Linked DNA regions of Mus musculus: region 2 is linked to region 1. The links are chromatin contacts, called in public promoter capture Hi-C maps. All regions are on one chromosome and are shown on one strand. The core of a region is the stretch at or near the end of the contact, and the rest is flanking DNA. Distances in the headings are between cores, read along the strand shown. Region 1 holds the start of C2 (complement component 2 (within H-2S)). Region 2 holds the start of Abhd16a (abhydrolase domain containing 16A).

The links. Promoter capture Hi-C pulls out the DNA fragments that hold promoters and counts their contacts.
Region 2: a contact with region 1 is called in a promoter capture Hi-C map of liver, with 2.4 times the contacts expected there. The contact joins the promoter of Abhd16a here to the promoter of C2 in region 1. A contact is called at or near these places in 7 of 39 promoter capture datasets (the C10 cell line, the HPC-7 cell line, cranial neural crest and 4 more), 3 of 484 Hi-C or Micro-C datasets (embryonic stem cells and liver), 1 of 115 datasets of contacts at active chromatin or transcription factors (craniofacial prominence) and 3 of 9 other capture datasets (adipose tissue, liver and pancreatic islet).

Annotation. Positions count from the first base shown.
Region 1 is chr17:34,880,127-34,883,652 of GRCm38.p6, reverse strand. C2 (complement component 2 (within H-2S)) reads left to right here and starts at 1,553. Exons shown (of 18, transcript NM_013484.2): 1 at 1,553-1,703; 2 at 1,857-2,081. The coding sequence starts at 1,658.
Region 2 is chr17:35,087,454-35,090,979 of GRCm38.p6, reverse strand. Abhd16a (abhydrolase domain containing 16A) reads right to left here and starts at 1,689. Exons shown (of 20, transcript NM_178592.3): 1 at 1,524-1,689; 2 at 555-611. The coding sequence starts at 1,655.

The sequences.
Region 1 (3,526 bases), core at 304-2,803:
TACAGGGAAGCCTCTGGGGAAGGTGGCCTGGAGGAACCAGAAGCCTGACATTGTCCTTTCCAAGGCTCCAAGAGCTGTGTGTGTGAAAAGTGCTTCCTCAGGGTGGCAGTAAAGCAGAAGTTGGAAGGTGGAGGCAGGAGGATCAGGAAGTCAAGCCCTGCCTCCGCTCCACAGCAAGTTTGAGGCTAGCACTGGTTTCAAACTCAGTCTCAAGGAGATGGGGACTGGGTAGATGACTGGGTTCACAAAATGCTTGTTGTGCAAGTGAGATTCCTGTGTGAATACCCTAGAACCCACGTTAAAAAGGCCGGGTGCAGTATTGTAATCGCAGTGATTGCTGGGGAGCAGAGACAGGCAGGTCCCTGAAGCTCGCTGGTCAGTTAGACTGTTCACTTGGCAAAATTCTGAATCAGTGAGAGACCCCCATCTCACACAAAAGATGGAAGGGGTCTGAGAAATTACACCCATGATTAGTGAGGCACACACACACACACACACACACACACACACACACACACACACAGAGCCCAGAAATAGAAACCCATGGTATTTTTGTTGCTGATCTGACAGGTTTTCTTGGGGTGGCAGTGAGCCTAGGAGGGTGCTCCCCCTGATCTTGTTATAGTAACAAGGAAAGTAACTGCGTCCAGAGGCTTGGGAGGCACAAAGAGGCTGATATATCAGGTTAAATTCTTCATGGCTGGGCCAGGCCTGTGCATGTGGGAGGCAGAGGCTAGCCTGGGCTACAGAGAAATTCCAGGACAGCCAGAGCTACATAGTAAGACCTTGTCTTTAAAGCAACAAACAAACAAACAAACAAACAAACAAAATCCCCATAGCTGGGAGGCCAGTGTGATAAACAGTGTTTAGAATCTTCAAACTTGGGGGACAGAAGCAGGAGGATAAGGACTCAAGGCCAGTTTCAGCTACTTAGAAATTCTAAGTCCATCTAGGTTATGTGAGATCCTGTCTCAGAGGGAAAAAACATGATCAAAATATATTGTATGAAAAGAGTTCTTTTTTTTTTCAATAAATAAAAGTGTATCTCAAACTTCAAAATGCTGTTTATTCTTCTGAATACCAACCCCCAATTTTTTTACTCTTATCTTTTGCAGCTTGGACATTTAATCTGCTGGTTGTTCCAATAATTTTTTTTTTTCCTCTAAGAATTCTTTCCAACTTTCCAAATAACTGTTGGCTTTCTTTTTATCTTATTTTCAGGGAAGGACCCAGGAAAGAATGTGAATCTTCCTATACGCCAAGAAGTTCTAGGAACATCAGTTTCAAGTCCTCAGAAGCTATTCTGGGGAAGACCCAGTGGACCCCAATGCATGTGGCAAACTCCAAAAAAAGACGTGAAACAAAATAAATAAAACGTTTTGCAGGGCTTGTGTGCTTAATGCAAGCCACACAAGGCCAAATATGCTTGCTTCAGTGTGTGTGTGTGTGTGTGTGTGTTGGGGCAAAGGTCCTGCCCCAAAGCTGAGTTCAGAATCCCTGGCGGGTTTCTCTCTCTTTTTCCCCTGGTACCATCCCCTTGCCACTCCCCGCCACTCCCCTCTAGCGAGCGAGCGAGCGAGCGCTGTCTTTTCCGATCTCGGGGAAGTCAGATGACTTTTCCTCTCCCCTAGCTCTCCGTTCTACTGTCCTGGAGACCATGGCCCCTCTGCTGGCTCTCTTCTACCTGCTGCAGCTGGGCCCAGGTAGGAGGCTGGGAAAGGGGTTATTGGGGCCCTGTAGGTGTAGCAGGTGCTGCCAGGTCCAGTTCACAAGTCAAAGGGACAGATAGCCTCTTCTTGCCTCTCTCTCATCTGGCCTGGTTTTTCCTTTCTCCCGGTTCTTTCCCACACCCGCAGGCCTGGCTGCTCTCTTCTGCAACCAGAATGTCAATATCACCGGTGGTAATTTCACCCTCAGCCATGGCTGGGCCCCTGGGAGCCTCCTCATCTACTCCTGCCCCCTGGGCAGGTACCCGTCCCCAGCCTGGAGGAAATGTCAGAGCAACGGACAGTGGCTGACACCAAGGTCTAGCTCACATCACACCCTGCGATCCTCTCGGATGGTTAAAGCAGTCTGCAAACGTGAGTCCCTTTGGACTTTGGGCTTTGGAGAGTGCCCACCAGTGTCAGCCAGAGCTTATTAGCAGTGGGTTCTCCAGGAAGAGAGAGAGAGAGAGAGAGAGAGAGAGAGAGAGAGAGAGAGAGAAAGAGAGAGACAGACAGACACACACACACACACACACACACACACACACACAGAGTCAAAATACTGCAGAAAGCCTGGTGTGGTGGTGACTCACCTTAAATTCCAGCACTTGGGAGGCAAAGGGAGGGAGGAGAGGGAGGGAGGCAACCTGGTCTACATAGTGAGTTCTAGACCACCCAGGGCCAGAGACCTATCTCCAAAAACACACAACCCACACCAACAAAGGCCCTCAGAAAACCACAAACCCAGACCAACCATCAAACAAACAAACAAACCAGGAAAGTCCGCTCTCAACTTAAGAAGACATTGTTTTTTTTTTTTTTTTTTGTTTGTTTTTTGTTGTTGTTTTTTTTTAGCTAAAATTAACTGTAGGATTATTTGACCATTCTAAATGGATGCTAAGTGCCTCAGAGCACCCTAAAACCACAAATGTTGTTGGTGAGATACTGGGGTGACCAGAGCCCTTAACAGCTATTTATTAATCAAGGAAGTTGAACTGTTTTAAGTTGACAGTATTCGACCAACTGCTTAAAACTGTAATCTTTTTAAAAAAAGATTTATTTGTTTGTTTGTTTGTTTATTTATTTATGTATTTATGTATTTATTTATTTATTTATTTATATGAGTAGACATTGTAGCTGTCCTCAGACATACCAGAAGAGTGCATTGGATCCCCATTACAGGTGGTTGTGAGCCACCACGTGGTTGCTGGGATTTGAACTCAGGACCTCTGGAAGAGCAGTCAGGGCTCTTACCCGCTGAGACACCTCTAAAACCATAATCTTAGGTTTCAGTCTACTTTGGGGATTTCTTTGGGGCTGGGAGCAGAAATTAGGGTCTTAGTCTTGCTTGCCCTGCTCTCTGCTTTTGAGTCCCTTTTCCTAGTCCTTCTGGATTCATTTTGTTTTGCATCTGCTAACTTAGAGCGCTGCTTTCAAAGGTGAGCTTGGAACTTACCGTGCAGCTGAGAATGAGCTTATGTTGCCTAGGTCCCGCCCACCCCTGGAGTGCCAGCTAGACAGGCACGAGCCACCAGGTTTGGCTTTCTGGGTTCTTTGAGACAGGTTCATGCTATATAGCCCAGGCTGGCCCACACTTGCTGCAATTGATCCACCAACCTCTGCCTCTTGAGCACCTCTTGTGTTTTTTGGGGCTAGCTATACAGTCTAAGTTGGCCTCAAATTCACTATATAGTCTAGAGGGCTTCTATGACAGCTGCCTAAGTACTGGTATTATGGGCTGTCACCACATCAGTCTCTTTTCATGTTTTCGCACCTGGCTGACCTAATCGGTTTGGGTCCTAACAGAAGACCCCTCCCCA
Region 2 (3,526 bases), core at 440-2,939, 210 kb before region 1:
ACACACGCTGTTCTGCCCTCTCCGGGCCTGGCTCTGACACCGTGCACACAGTAGGGACCCAAATATTTGTTGCCTCATAGTGTGTCAGAGTACAGTAACGGAGACTGACACAGATTCATGGCGTTGAAAACACCAGCCTCTCTGTCTACTCAAGTTAATCAAGCCTTCCCAGTTGGCCCCACTCAAGAGAGTCCCAGGTTTTGTCCCCAAGAGATGTGAGAACATCACCATAGGAACTCTGCCAGGGAGAACAGCTGTCTCTGCAGCCACAGAAGTTAGTTGCCAGGGAGGATAGGTCACTAGGGACTGCAAGACTCAGAGACCTGCAGCCGATCCCAAAGGTAAATTTGTTATCCTTAGGGCTCAAACTGCTCTGGAAAAAGCTTATGGTACACAAAGGGGACTTCCTAAGGGAGAATGCCAACGGTAGGCACTTGGGATACGCTGGTCCTCTGTGCAAGCTCTGCTGTACAGGGCCCAGAGCACCCCTCACCTCCTGGGGTGTTGCCTTCTCCAGGGCTGGGTTTGACTGGCAGATGCTGGGACTGACTTACCAGTGCCAGGATGCTGTCTGCATGTTTCTCCAGGGCCCGAGGCTGATAATACGTATCCTGCCAAAACAGATGGCCTGTTAAGGACCTTGCCAGCTGACAGGCCCTTCCTCCCTTCCAGAAGCCCTAACCTGTGTCACCTGGTTCTAGCCTCTGTGGCCATTTCTCCTGGGATACTCCTGTTTCTGCTGAAGCTTCAACTCCCCCCCCCTGACATTTCACCCCTCACCCTGAAAGCAATCACGGGGTGCTAGGCTTGGAAGCAAAAGTGAAAGCAGCATTTGGAAAACCGGTCCTTTTTTTCCCCTGAAACTCCATACAGATATGATTGTGTCACTATGGGGAGAGGAGTAAAATTGAAAATGAGAGACTCCATGACAATTCTAAGAGGGAAGGAATAGCATTTGATGTAAGTCGATTCCGGGAAAAATGTCGCTAAGTGTGGGCACTTCGGAAAGCCTCCTAAACATAATTTGCAACCAATAAAAACAAAAACATTTTGGAGAGCAAACTACCACCCTGAATGCAAGACCCTGGTTTTCAGGCTAGGTTTGGGGGCACAAGGCGCACAAGTAAATACATGACATGAAGTCATTTTTGAAACTGAAAAGTCAGGTTAAAGAGAAAGTCAACAGATCCTGGGAGAAATTGGGAGTAGGTGGGCAAAAGCCAGTGCGCGCAGGGGACTCCAAACTCAACTGGGACCAGCCATTCGGGGGACGCGGAGGGGGAAAAAAAAAAGCAAGCGTGGTGGTGGGTGTGAGGAAGAGTTCCTCCAAAGCCGTAAAGAGAGGCGGCGGCTGGGCCCTGCGTGACTGGGAGGGGGCCGGGAAGCGCCCGCAGGCGGACTGCGTGCGCGACCGCCACTTGACAAGCGGGCTCCCCCGTTTCCCACAGTGGGCGCGCCGGGCGAGCGCAGCGCAGCGCGGTCTGGACCATACCATGCTCTCCGCCGGGGGGAACCCGACTCACCCAGGAGCTGGACGAGGCGGCGGGGACGGCAGTGGGAGTCTCGGGGACGCTGGACGCGGCCCGGTCCGTGTCCCTCTCCCGGTAGATCTTGTAGAGCCGGGGGCCGAGGACGCAGCTCAGGAGCTTCGCCATAGCCCCGGCTCGGGCCGCTGTCCCTCGGCCTCAGGTCCCCGCCGGCCCCGCCCGTAGTCTCCTGGGCGCTGCGTGCGTGCCTGTGTGCGTGCGTGACGTCAGCACGTATCCGCTCGCCCCGTGGCAGGGTCCAGCCTGACGTTCTCGCCACGAGAGGAGTGTTCAGCGCAGTGGGCGACGGTCTACAGTTAGTTAGAGCTGTTCTGAATAGAGAAACTTAAGAAAATGAATGCCCCAGGTGGTTACTTTTTTTTTTTTAAAGATTTCTTTATTTATTATGTGAGTACACTGTTACTGTCTAGAGACACACCAGAAGAGGGCATCAGATCTCATTACAGATGGTTGTGAACCACCATGTGGTTGCTGGGATTTGAACTCATGATCTTCGGAAGCGCAGTCAATGCTCTTAACCGCTGAGCATTTCTCCAGCCCCCACATTTTTTTTTTGGTTTTTCGAGACAGGGTTTCTCTGTGTAGCCCTGGCTGTCCTGGAACTCACTCTGTAGACCAGGCTGGCCTCGAACTCAGAAATCTACCTGCCTCTGCCTCCCCAGTGCTGGGATTAAAGGCGTGCACTACCACGCCTGGCTTCACTTTTTTTTTTTTTTTAAACCCTATCCCTTAATGTCAGCATGTTCTGGAACGATCACTGGGTGAGAGTAGGAGCATTTGACAAGAACTTCAAGAAAAGAGGCTAGTGTCTGGATTTGTAGCTCAAGTATAGAAAACTTTGCTTAACATGCTGAAAGCCCTGGGTTACACACACACACACACACACACACACACACACAGATCTAGGGATGTATCCATTAGAAGAAATAGCAGGATTCTTCTGAAGAATTCTATTTAAATTTTTTTTTATTTTATGTATATGAATACACTGTAGCTGTTTTCAGACACACCAGAAGAGGGCGTCTGATCTCATTACAGATGGTTGTGAGCCACCATGTGGTTGCTGCTGGGACTTGAACTTAGGATCTCTGGAAGAGCAGTCAGTGCTCTTAACCACTGAGCCATCTCTCTAACCCAAGAATCTTTTTTTTTTTTTTTTAAGTTTTTGAAAGAAGTAATCTGCCCGATGTAGTGCCACATGCTTTTAATCCCAGCACTTGAGAGACAGAGAGAGATGGGTGTGTTGACAGATTGGCCTCTTGAGTTCCAGGCCACCCTAGTCTACGTATGTAGTGAGTTCCAGGCCACTCAGGGCTATATAGAGAAACCTTGTTCAAAGTGCTAGGATTGGTGGTAAAGGGCTCTGGCTGCTTTTCGAGATGTCCTACATACAATTCTCAGCAACCACATGGTGGCTTACGATCTGATCCCCTCTTCTGGCATGCAGATATACAAGCAGATGGAGTACTTATATATGTAGAAATAAATCTTAAAGTGCTAGGAGTAAAGGCATGCATCACTACCACACCGAATCCCTTCCCCTTTTGTAAAGTTACATTTGTGTGTGTATCCATATATGTACACAGCCTGCATGTCTGAGAGTTTTGGATTAATGCCATTGGCAGAGGAGATTTTAAGGCAGCCTCGTATTGATTCTGTCATGTGCTTGTCAGTGGTCACTCTTTTTTTTTTAATTAATTATTTATTTATTTATTACATGTAAGTACACTGTAGCTGTCTTCAGACACACCAGAGGAGGGCGCCAGATCTCATTACGGATGGTTGTGAGCCACCATGTGGTTGCTGGGATTTGAACTCAGGACCTTCGGAAGAGCAGTCAGTGCTCTTAACCGCTGAGCCATCTCTCCAGCCCGTCAGTGGTCACTCTTAATGCAGACCTACAATGAAAAGGGGCAAGCCATTAAGCAGCACCCTTCCATGGCCTCTGTAGCAGCTTCTGCCTCCAGGTTCCTGATCTG